2 separate regions of the Sus scrofa genome follow, and region 1 is linked to region 2. Evidence: chromatin contacts called from public Hi-C data. All regions are on one chromosome and are shown on one strand. The core of a region is the stretch at or near the end of the contact, and the rest is flanking DNA. Distances in the headings are between cores, read along the strand shown. Region 1 overlaps LOC106509952 (a long non-coding RNA gene). Region 2 has its middle 560 kb from the start of MYC.

Region 1 (5,258 bases), core at 916-3,415, 300 kb after region 2:
GAATGGCCTAAGTACATCAACTTTTCAGAGAATGTGGAAGTGACCATTCATTCGGCCAGTGAGAATTTATTTTAAACTATTTTAAAGACATTTACTAAGTGCCAAACACCATAAAATACTGCCATTTCCACGGGCTCTTTTCACAACCCTGTGAGGCAGGCATCCTTATTCCCACTTTATATGTGAGAAATTTGGGGCTCAGAGAGGTGGAGGTGCCCAGATGGTAAGGCATGGACCTGGTTCCAGAGCCCAGGCTCTCCTCCCAACATCAGTGGTTCCTTCAGTCCTCAGGAAAGGAAGAGTGATCCAGAGCCTTCTGACACCGGGTGGGGGTGGGGGGTGAACCCGAGGGTTCTAGAGGCACATCGGGAGGGGATCCTGGACCCACTCGTTAGCATAGCTTCAGGAGCAAGCTACTTACCTTCCTGCGCCTCAGTTTCCTCCTCTGCCAACTGGGGTGATACAGGACCACCACCCAACCCTGTGCTGTGACAGTGAAGGGAGAAAATGCATGGGAAGCACCTGGAGGCATTTCCAGCACAGAATCAGTAGCCAGTGGAGGCCAGGATGATACTAACATGATCATCCTAGTACATGGACACGGTAGCTCAGAGCGGCCACTGGGCTCAAAGCCCAGCCATCATCTATTTTCTAATGCGACCCTCTACCTCGAGGTGAGGTGCGGCTGCTGGCTGGGCGAGAGGCCATCCAGCGCTGCCACTGGGCAGGGCCGGCATCCCCACTGCCCTTCTCAGCTTCTTTCTTCCTGGGACTTTGTGCACTCTGAAACGCCTTACCTGGATGTGGATCTGCCATCCTGCTAATTGCCTGTCTCTCCAACTAGGATCCAAGCTCCGAGGCTGCCTCGTTCAGGGGGCGGGGCACACAGTAGGGCGCTCAGCAGGTGTCTGCGGAACGAATGGATGAATAAACGTAAGTTCCCCAGGGCCGGGCTGTATGGGCTCTACGTCTGCCGATGCCCCCGCCACGTACAACCCCCAGCACTAGTGGCGCTCAAGTTGCTACTGAGAAGCCTGCCAGCTCCTCGTGCCTCAGTTCAGGGCGTGATACAGCCCTTGGTCCTCTGCTGGGGATTAAGCTGAAGACTGGCCTTGCCACGCGCCAGGCCTGTGGTTAGCAGTTTCCATTCTGGGATCCTCGCTCCCTTTCTTCCTCTCCTCGGGGCTCAGACTGGCCTAAGGACCAGTCCAAAGGGAAAAGAAGCCAGAGCGAAAGAAAGACGAAGAGGCCGCTGGGAGTTGGTCACAAGCGCCTGCAGACTCGCGCATGCGCACAAGGGTTATGCGGGCCGGCTCTGGTCTAGATGCTTCAGGGAACTCTGTGACTGTGGGTGAGTCACTCTCCCTCTAGGTCTCCGTCTCTCTGATGGTAAAAACCATTGAAGAACCCTCGAAGAAATTTTCAAACGGTTGTTTCACCTTGAAAATGCTAGGAAGAAGAAATCACCTGGGGCTCTCCTGAGAACAGGATCCAATGGGTTAAGGCTTTCTCACGGTTTTTGTAAGCCCAGCATACAGCATATCAACTAGATTAAATCTACCCTGCCCCCACTAAAAGAAAAAAAAAATTAATTCCCATGCAACTGCAAAAATTGACTAGAACTTGAGAAGCTGCTCTAAAATTTCATATAAATACGTATCAGTATTTAACTCTTGTAGCTTCGTTTTCCTATTTTGAGACAAATAATTGTGTCTATTCATTTGCTAACTTATGTGTGGCTCCCTGAAATACCGTTAAGTCCCAGGGACTCTGCTTAGAGGGCAGTGCCTTCCTGGTCCGATGGACTAGCTGAGATGTTTGGTGAAAATGCCATTTTCCGGACATTCCTCTGCCCCCGTCCCCCAAGCCGCTCTATCAGAAAATCAGGCGGAGGAGCCTAGGAACCTACATTTTAGCAAGATTCCCAGGTGATCATTTGCAAACTGAAGTTTGAAAACCACGGCCATAAAAAGAAGGCGAGAAAAGGGACTAGGGGAGGCAATTCTGGAGGATGCAGGAGGGTTACAAAGGGGACCTAAGAAGCGAAGGTGAAACAGAGACAACCGGGCAGCAGCTCAGTTTTGCATGTGTGCACCCTGCTTCTGCCCACGTGTGCCCTGTGTGCTCCACCAGTGTAAACAGACTCTGCAAAACTCTGACTCACCCTCTGCTGACCCCTCCCCCAGCCCTGGAAAAACCGATACTCAAAACTCATGAGGCCTGGGTCTACATCCGCTATTGTGATTTGCGGGAAGAGAACGCTTTCATTGTATCACTACCAGGAGGCTTGAAGACCGAAACCCACCACTAGCAGGGACTGGTACTACAGGAGGGAATATAAATAATACTGTCAGCCAGATGTCTGTTGCAATCGGCTCTACCTCTGGCTGGTGAGAGGTGTGAGCTCCAGCAGGGAGCATTCTTCACTTAGGCATGGGGAGGGAGGTTTTGTTTAATGTCAAGCCACTCACGCCAAGTGCTGGAACATACACCCTCCTCACCCAGGATTTGCAGGTGTATTTAAGTTTCTGCAACGATCAGAGATGGAGTCCCGTTATCAGATGCCATCTGGCTTAGCTAGTTTCCAAGGTGCCAGGAAGATGTCAGGCTAAAAGGGGTTAAGGAAGGACTGAACTGATACCAAGCCGCTGGTGCTGGGGTTTTCCCAGGTATATTTCACATCTGTTGCCCTGGGGTGTTATCGGTTCCATTTTTCTGATGAGGAAACCAAGACACAGAAAATCTGTGGTTCCGTGGGCAGTGGTTAACGAATCGATAGAACATGAGGTTGCGGTTCGGTCCTGCCTTGCTCAGTGGTTACGATCGGCGTTGGTGAGCTGTGGTGTAGTCGCAGCGGCTCGATCCGCGTTGTGTCTGGCGTAGGGTGCTAAGCTCGATAGACCTAGCTGGAACCCATATGCGCGGAGCGCCAAGAATAGCAACAACAACAAAAGACAAAAAAAAAAAAAAAAAAAAAAAAAAGAAAAAAAAAAAAAAAAAAAAGATCTGTGACATGCCTACCATCCTGTAAGACCGAAGTCCGGATCTGGCTAACCCCAGACTTCACGTTCAGTGCTTTATGCAGCGCTGCCTCAAAATTCATACCCTCTAAGCAATGCGGGAAGGAGAGGGGAGGGGAGGGTCTGTTCTAGAAAGAAGCGAGCCTAAGGAAACTCATTTCCCCATTCAGTGAGGAAACCAAAGTAATTCCTCAAACAATTTAATTCACGAATAATAAATGCTCATCGGGAAAAATTAAGGATTAAGGAATAAGGAAAAAAAAACCATGTAATCACATCCCCCCCGGTGGTGTTTATACTTCTAGGCTTTTTTTTTTTTTTTCTAGCCAAATACATATATTTTTTTCCTAGTATACAAATAAAATGATACACTTTTGTGATTTTATAAACACATTTTTACATGGGTTTTTAATTTTTAAATGTTTATAATTTTTTACATGGATAATTAGTGACAACTTTCCAATCCTAATTTTCTGTGAATTAGCTCAATCCACATTTCCTTGCAGATTCTCAGAGAGAGAGATAAAACCTTTTACTTCTTTTAGTTTGTTTCCTGGTGACTGTGCATCAGCCATTAATGCATTTAGGAAAAATTAAAGTGTTCTGTCTAAATCCTTTGTTCTACTGGATGATACAACCTTAGAAAACATACCCCCCCAAAAAAAAAATCAGGTAGGTCTCCTCCTCTCCACAGAGGAAAACAGAGCACAGGTTTTTGCAGCAACTGAGAAAATGATTTTTTTTGGAAAAGTATCTTAATGCCGAAGGAAAACGTGGTTCTTCTAAGCAGAAGGGACAGGACCTCCCACTGCCCCCTGCCCGCCCCCCTACAGGAAACAGCCCCAAATGGCCCCCAGGCCCCTCTTCCAGCCATCCCCTAGTTGGGAGAATGAAAAATAACCTCCTTTCCATCGACCCTCATGCTAACGAGGCTCCCTATTGAGACACAGTTAATCACATCAATTAAGAGCCCTTTACGCTTGGCCTCGCCTGCCCAGCTCAGGCCCTCTGCCCAGGGGAAGGTGGATAAGATAAGTCATGTCCTGAGATTATTTATATATTTCTTTCTTTCCCCGCCCCACCTATGTTGTTTTCATTTGTATGGTTTTTTTTTTTTTAATTTAGGTATAATTAACACTCAGTGAAATGTCCAGATCTTAAAGGAACAGTTTGGTGAGTTCTGACAAATGCAGACACCAAACACACTAAATCACCCAGACACAAAACATCTCCCTCTACCAGCAAGCACCCTCTGCCTGCCTCCCAGAGGCAGCCCTGGGGTGATTTCTAGCACAACTGATGAATTTTGCGTGCTCTAACAACTCATATAGGGGTTCCCGCTGTGGTGCAATGGGATGGGTGGCATTTCAACAGCGCTGGGACTTAGGTTCAGTCCTGGCCTGGCGCAGTGAGTTACGAATTGGGCACTGCAGGAGCTGTGGCACAGGTCACAACTGTGGCTTGGGTCTGATCCCTGGCCTGGGAACTCCACAAGCCATGGGGCGGCCAAAAAAGAAAAGAATAAAATTAAATAAAATTTTAAAAAATATTCATATAAATGGAATCACGTTATCTTTAAAGACAAGCATGAATGATAAGCAAATACAGGCAGTTCTGGTGGGGACAGAAAACAGTCGTAGGTGCTTTGGAAAACAGTCTGGCAGTTCCTCAAAAGGTAACTACCACATGGAGTCACCATACGACCCAGCCATTCCACTCCTAGGTATGTAAACTCAAGAAGGATGAAAACCAACATACGTTAGTTAGTTAGTTAGTTAGTTAGAAAACCTGGTACCTTCAGAGCAGCATTATTCATAATCACCAAAAAGTGGGAAAGCCCAACATCCATCAACTGACGAATGAACAAATAAAATGGGGTATATCCGTCCACGGGATAAAGAGGAATAAAGCACAGGTACACAAGACGGTGCGGACGAACCTGGAGACCATGAACCCAAGTGAAAGAAGCCATCAACACCTCAGTGAAATGTCCAGATCTTAAAGGAATAGTTTGGTAAGTCCACGAAAGACCACATATCCTATGCTTTCATTCACATGAAGTAGAATAGGCAAATCCAAAGGAAGAGAAAGTGGATTAGGGGTTGCTTAGGATTGGGGGTAAAAGAGGGATTGGGAGGTGAGAGCTGAGGGGACAGACTTTCTTTAGGAGGTGGGGAAACAGTTCTAAGATTGGTAAATTGTGTGGCAACTTACCACACAATTTCTACCTCCCCAAAG
Region 2 (5,025 bases), core at 539-3,038:
TTTTAATAGTTACCATTTTTGCTGCACTAGAGGGCCAAGCTTACCCTAAGGCACATTTTCTCTATCTCTGCACTGTTGACCTTCTGGACTAGACGGTTCTTTGTTGTGGGAGAATGTTCTGTGCATTGAAGAATGTTTAGCAAATGGCCGCAGCAAACTGCCCAGTCGTAACAATCAAAAATGTGTCTAATCATTGCCAGATGTCCCCAGAGACAGAACGGCCCCCAGTTAAGAACCACTGCTCTAGGGTAAGCACTGCTCTATAGTATCATGTATAATCCTCGGTAGGGCATCAGGCACATACTATAATTATTTCCATTTTATAGAAGGGTACACTGAGGTCAGAAAGTTATGTGATTATCCCTGGTCCCTCGGGAAGAAAATCAGATCTGTCTGACTCTGAAGTCTAGGTTCTTGCTCCGATGCCATTAATTTCTACTTTTTATTTCAAAATGTCCCCTATCCAGCTAGATAGCATGGGCCCAATAACCAGTTCTCTGAAGTTCCGGGCAAAACCCCAGCCGCACACCTCTGGCACCACCGAGGACCAGCTGATTCAGCAAGGGGGCCTGGCTTGATTCTTGACCTGCTTTAGGCTGACTCCAGCAGGGAAGGCATTGATTCGCTCAAAATTAGCAGGCGCCTCTGTTCCCTGCCCTGCTGTTTGCTTATAGAGGGAACTGAAGCCTAATCTGGATCGGCGCCTGACTCCGGGCCGCGTGCCAGGCCTGGCGCGGGAACACTGGCACACACGCTCTCACCTGGTGTGCGGTCCCTTGCGGAACTCATCCTCAGCTGCAGCTGCTGCAGGTGCCTGAGAGATGCGGCACATCCAGCGTCCATCCTGCCACTGAAACGCCTCTATTGCGGGTGCAGGCTTGTCCTTACAGCCTTCTTTTCGGTCCTTTCACTCGGTGCCATTATGACTTCGGGCCCCCGCCCCTCCCACCACCTACCATCCCCCATCTCCCCCGAACGTCCTATCTTTCAGGGGAAGACAAATGGGCAATTAGGAAATGAAGGGTAGAACAGAGCAGAGACACAAAAAGAGAACCATGATTCTCCTTGGAGGCATGGTAATGTCAGGGAGACTTCACAGAGGAGGTAACATGCCAGAATTTTCCAAGAAGAACATGTGGGAAGAAGACTTCTGAGCAGGAGAGGCCAGTTTTGATTTTGTTTGTTTGTTTGCTTTGTAGGGCTGCACCCTGGCAGCATATGGAATTTCCCAGGCTAGGGTTCAAACCAGAGCGGCAGTTGCCAGCCTACACCACAGCCACAGCCACAGCCACATCCACACAGGATGCAAGCCACATCTGTGACCTACACCCACAGCTCACAGCAACGCTGGATCCTTAACTCACTGAGCGCGGTCAGGGATCGAACCCTCAACCTCACCGATACTAGTGGGTTTGTTATCACTGAGCCACATGGGAACTCCAGGAGAGAATATTTTAGGCAGAGGGGATGTCATGTGAAAAAACGGAGATGCTCTAAATGGTGCAGCCACCCCAGTGCCCCCCGGATGACGAGAGCTCGAATGATGAAGAGGAAAGACCGGGGCTTGAAGACAGGGAGCTGGACTATTCCTTGTCTATAAAGGGAAGAGCAGGTCTTTAAGGAAAGGCATGAAAAGTTGGATTTGTACTTTACAAAGAGGACTCGGTCTCCTCTGAGCAGTATGGTGTGGGGAGGGTTGAACCAAATGCAAGGGACCGATGGAAACCCAGGAGGAATGTGTTCAAACCACTTGCAGTTTAATCATTCAACAAATATTAATCTAGGACCCGCCCTGGCTGCCAGTCCCTTGGCTAGACAGCCAAGACGGAGTGGTGAACAAGGCTGACATTGTCCCAGCACACGCTGATCTCCCGTTCCAAGAAGGGTGACAGGTACCAAACAATAGGCACAATTAATCACACAGTCAGAGGGAGGCATTCTAGGAAGGAAGGGTTTAGTGGCCTATGAAAGTGGACCGCACCAGACTCGGACACAGTCTGAGGGTGGCCGTCGTTGGGGGTGGGGGCACTTTCTCTTTTGTGTTACAAAGTCAATCCCCCAACAACCTGGTGTGTTAGGCAAGATTAGTCATCATTTTACAGAAACAAAGGCTTAGGGCAGGGAGTCAACCCTCTTCCTTGAGGCACGGTTCCTGGCTTCTGAGGAGCATAGGGCAAGGTTGGGAAGCAGGAGCACGATTCCAGATACGACCTCATCCCTCTGCCTGGTCATGCCAGATGTGTGACCTGTAGGACTCGGGTTTTATCGCAGAGTTTAAAGACTCTCCTCCTCTCCCTCCCTCCCTCTCCTCTCTCTCTCTCTCTCTCTCTCTCTCTCTCTCTCTCACTCTCTCTCTCCTCTCTCTCTCTCTCCCTTTGTCTCTCTCTCCCTCCAGGCTAAACTGGTTTGTTGAACCGTGTGGACAGAGCCAGCCAGTGGGGTGACATTGTGTCAGAGATGGAAGCTTTCTGTCTCTTGCATCAGAAAAGCAGAGAGTGCCTCTCTGGCAGTTGGCAACAGATACAAAAGCAGCTTGCCCTGAAGATGACTCAGCTCTGGGCCTCTCAGCAAGGCTCTACCAACAGCTATTTAAAAAAAAAAAAAAAAAAGATGAAGCAGCTTCAAGGAGACCTCAAACCGATCCCACAGCAAGCCGCTTCCCATCAGGAAGGTGGTAGGCAGACAGTGCTGACACTTCCATGAGCAAAATGGCAGAGTGTGGCCAAGGACTTGAGCAGAAGGCCTGCTGGTCCGGCAGGTCTGTGTGTTCTGATCCAGTGTGGCATTTGTCTCTGTCACCTGGAAGCTGGCCTTGGGAGCAGGCTTGTGACTGGCTGACTCATTCTGCATGGCCCCAAACCAGCTAGATAAGAGGAGGGGCGCCCATAAATGCAAAAATATCTTTCAAGCACCTGTGATGGGAGCTCTCAGGCCCCACGGAGGTGGTACAGACCTGGGACCCAGCTGGCTGAACTTGGAAGCCCAGCCGCACACCTCAACAGCCGTGCGGCTAAAACCTCTCTGTGCCCCAGTGCCCAGAGATGTGGCAGGAGGAGAAGAAGATGGAACACATTGTCTTTGGGGCCTTTTCTACCAGCCAGGTGCTTCACTTATCTCATCTGGTTTGTTCCTGGTTCTCACCATAGAAAAACCACTTAACAGACGATTGTAGCTTCTCCCTCCCAAGGTGTCTATGAGAATCAATGAGATAATAAAGATGAAGTGCTTAGCACCCCGAATCCATGAAGTGTGTATTGTCATAGGTATTATTACCACAGTTACCCCCATTGTATAGATGAAAAGCCTGAGTCTAGGATGCCATATGGTAGGTATTCTAATCCAGTTCTGTCTGGTTCCAAAGCTCCTAGTCTATCCAAATAGCACTTTCCTGCTTCTTGCCTCTTCCTGACGGGTTGGCTAAAATCCACTGAAAAATGAGTACAAGAGGGGAAAAAAAATTAGTCAAATGTTTCTTGAACAAATAATTTAACGAGATTAAAATCATTAAGAAACTGCTAATAAGTCAAAGCCATGCATTAATAATGTAAAACCATTTCATAAATATTTATCGAGGGCTATTTATGTGCTAGTCATTGTTCTGCTATGGGGGATAAAAAGGAATTAGAGAAGAATTCTGCCTGACTACCATTTACAGCCTAGTAAACGTGCAGAAATGATGCTAGTGACAGTAGGAATAACTAATAATAATAACAATAATAATAAAATAATGCACGAGCCTTTGTTGATATTCGCTGTCGTCCAGACACAGTGGTCAGCATCCTGCAGGCATCACCCCTTTAGCATTTTAAGCAATCCTCTGTGATAGGAACAATCACTTCAGTTTTATGGAGGAGAGACCAGAACTCAGAGAGGTTATGTAACGGGACCAAAATTATATAATTTGGAAGGGAGACAAAACCAGAGGCAAACCCAGGTCTGTCTGACCCCGATTCGCCCTCCTAACCACTGTCCTACACTTCCTCGCTCTCTTGAACCAGACTCTCTACTTACAACTGTAAAAAACAGACTGACTAAAGGGCTTTAAAAAAGGCAGAAATACGCCGACTAGCACTTATAGTGAGCCACACCAGATCGAGTCACATGACCTCTCTTTTGACCTGCCGGTTTCCCATTTTGATGCACACTCATCATTTCTGCTGCCTCTGGTCCTCCTGTGTGAAGAAAATGCAAATCCTAGAGCAGTTTACAGAATCACTCTGCAGTTGACAGAAGCCTTGGTATTTGCCATGCATTCGAGATTGTTCTGTGACAGCAGATTAGCTTCTTCCAAAAGGCACAGGCCACCATCCTGGCTTTAAACAGCCCTTAATCAAACAGTAATGATAGTCTGATCCTTCTCCAAAAGGTATATTTGAATGACATTAATGAAAAATAAAATAATCATGTCATCCCTCTCTCGTCCTTTTCTTCCAAGTTGTTCAAGATCCCCAAGCCAGACACAGATAGACTTGAAGTCGTATGAAAGATATAATTGGGGACCATACTGAGGGCAAGGAGTTAAGTGTAGTTAATGGATTTTTCCCCTTCAAAAGCACACCAGGGGGACAATTCTCAACAGATGCATCATTGTCTTGCTAAGTGTCAGCAGGGGGAGGAATATACTTTTTCACTAAATTTAAGGTCCTTGGGGTGGCTGTCATTCTCCCCACACTCCATCATCCCAAACTCCCAGATCCGGCCACAGCTGCCTACCAATTCATCTCTGCCTCCTTCATCTTATATACATGGTCCTTGAACTGCACAGAATTCCCTGCATTATTCAACACACTGAATAGCTCTATCCCATATGCCCCATCCACAGACCACTTCAAGGTCAAGTTCAAGGCCCAGCTCAGAATTCCTCTTCCTAGAGAAGCCTCCCCTGACCACCTGGTCTGGGAAGCTCAAGGACATCTCTCCCGATGCCCTGCTTCCCTCTAACATGGTCGTTATCATTATGTATCTGGGCTCTGGCCACACCCACGGTTCATAAAATTTCCTGGGCCAGGATCGAATCTGAGCCAC

What was found. Hi-C and Micro-C count contacts between places; a contact is called where the count stands out from the background.
Region 1: a contact with region 2 is called in a Hi-C map of liver, with 8 times the contacts expected there. The contact joins two enhancer-like sites. A contact is called at or near these places in 3 of 47 Hi-C or Micro-C datasets (embryonic fibroblasts and liver).

The regions. Positions count from the first base shown.
Region 1 is chr4:12,195,751-12,201,008 of Sscrofa11.1, forward strand. LOC106509952 (a long non-coding RNA gene) reads right to left here. Exons shown (of 6, transcript XR_002343095.1): 5 at 798-908. Among named protein-coding and RNA genes, the nearest start is that of MYC, 260 kb to the right of the region's middle. Within about 2 kb of position 2,166, at least 12 of the 83 cell types and tissues checked have an H3K27ac peak or open chromatin away from gene starts, as enhancers often do. A contact at or near this core is called in liver, where this site is marked.
Region 2 is chr4:11,893,008-11,898,032 of Sscrofa11.1, forward strand. No RefSeq gene overlaps it. Among named protein-coding and RNA genes, the nearest start is that of MYC, 560 kb to the right of the region's middle. Within about 2 kb of position 1,789, at least 28 of the 83 cell types and tissues checked have an H3K27ac peak or open chromatin away from gene starts, as enhancers often do. A contact at or near this core is called in liver, where this site is marked.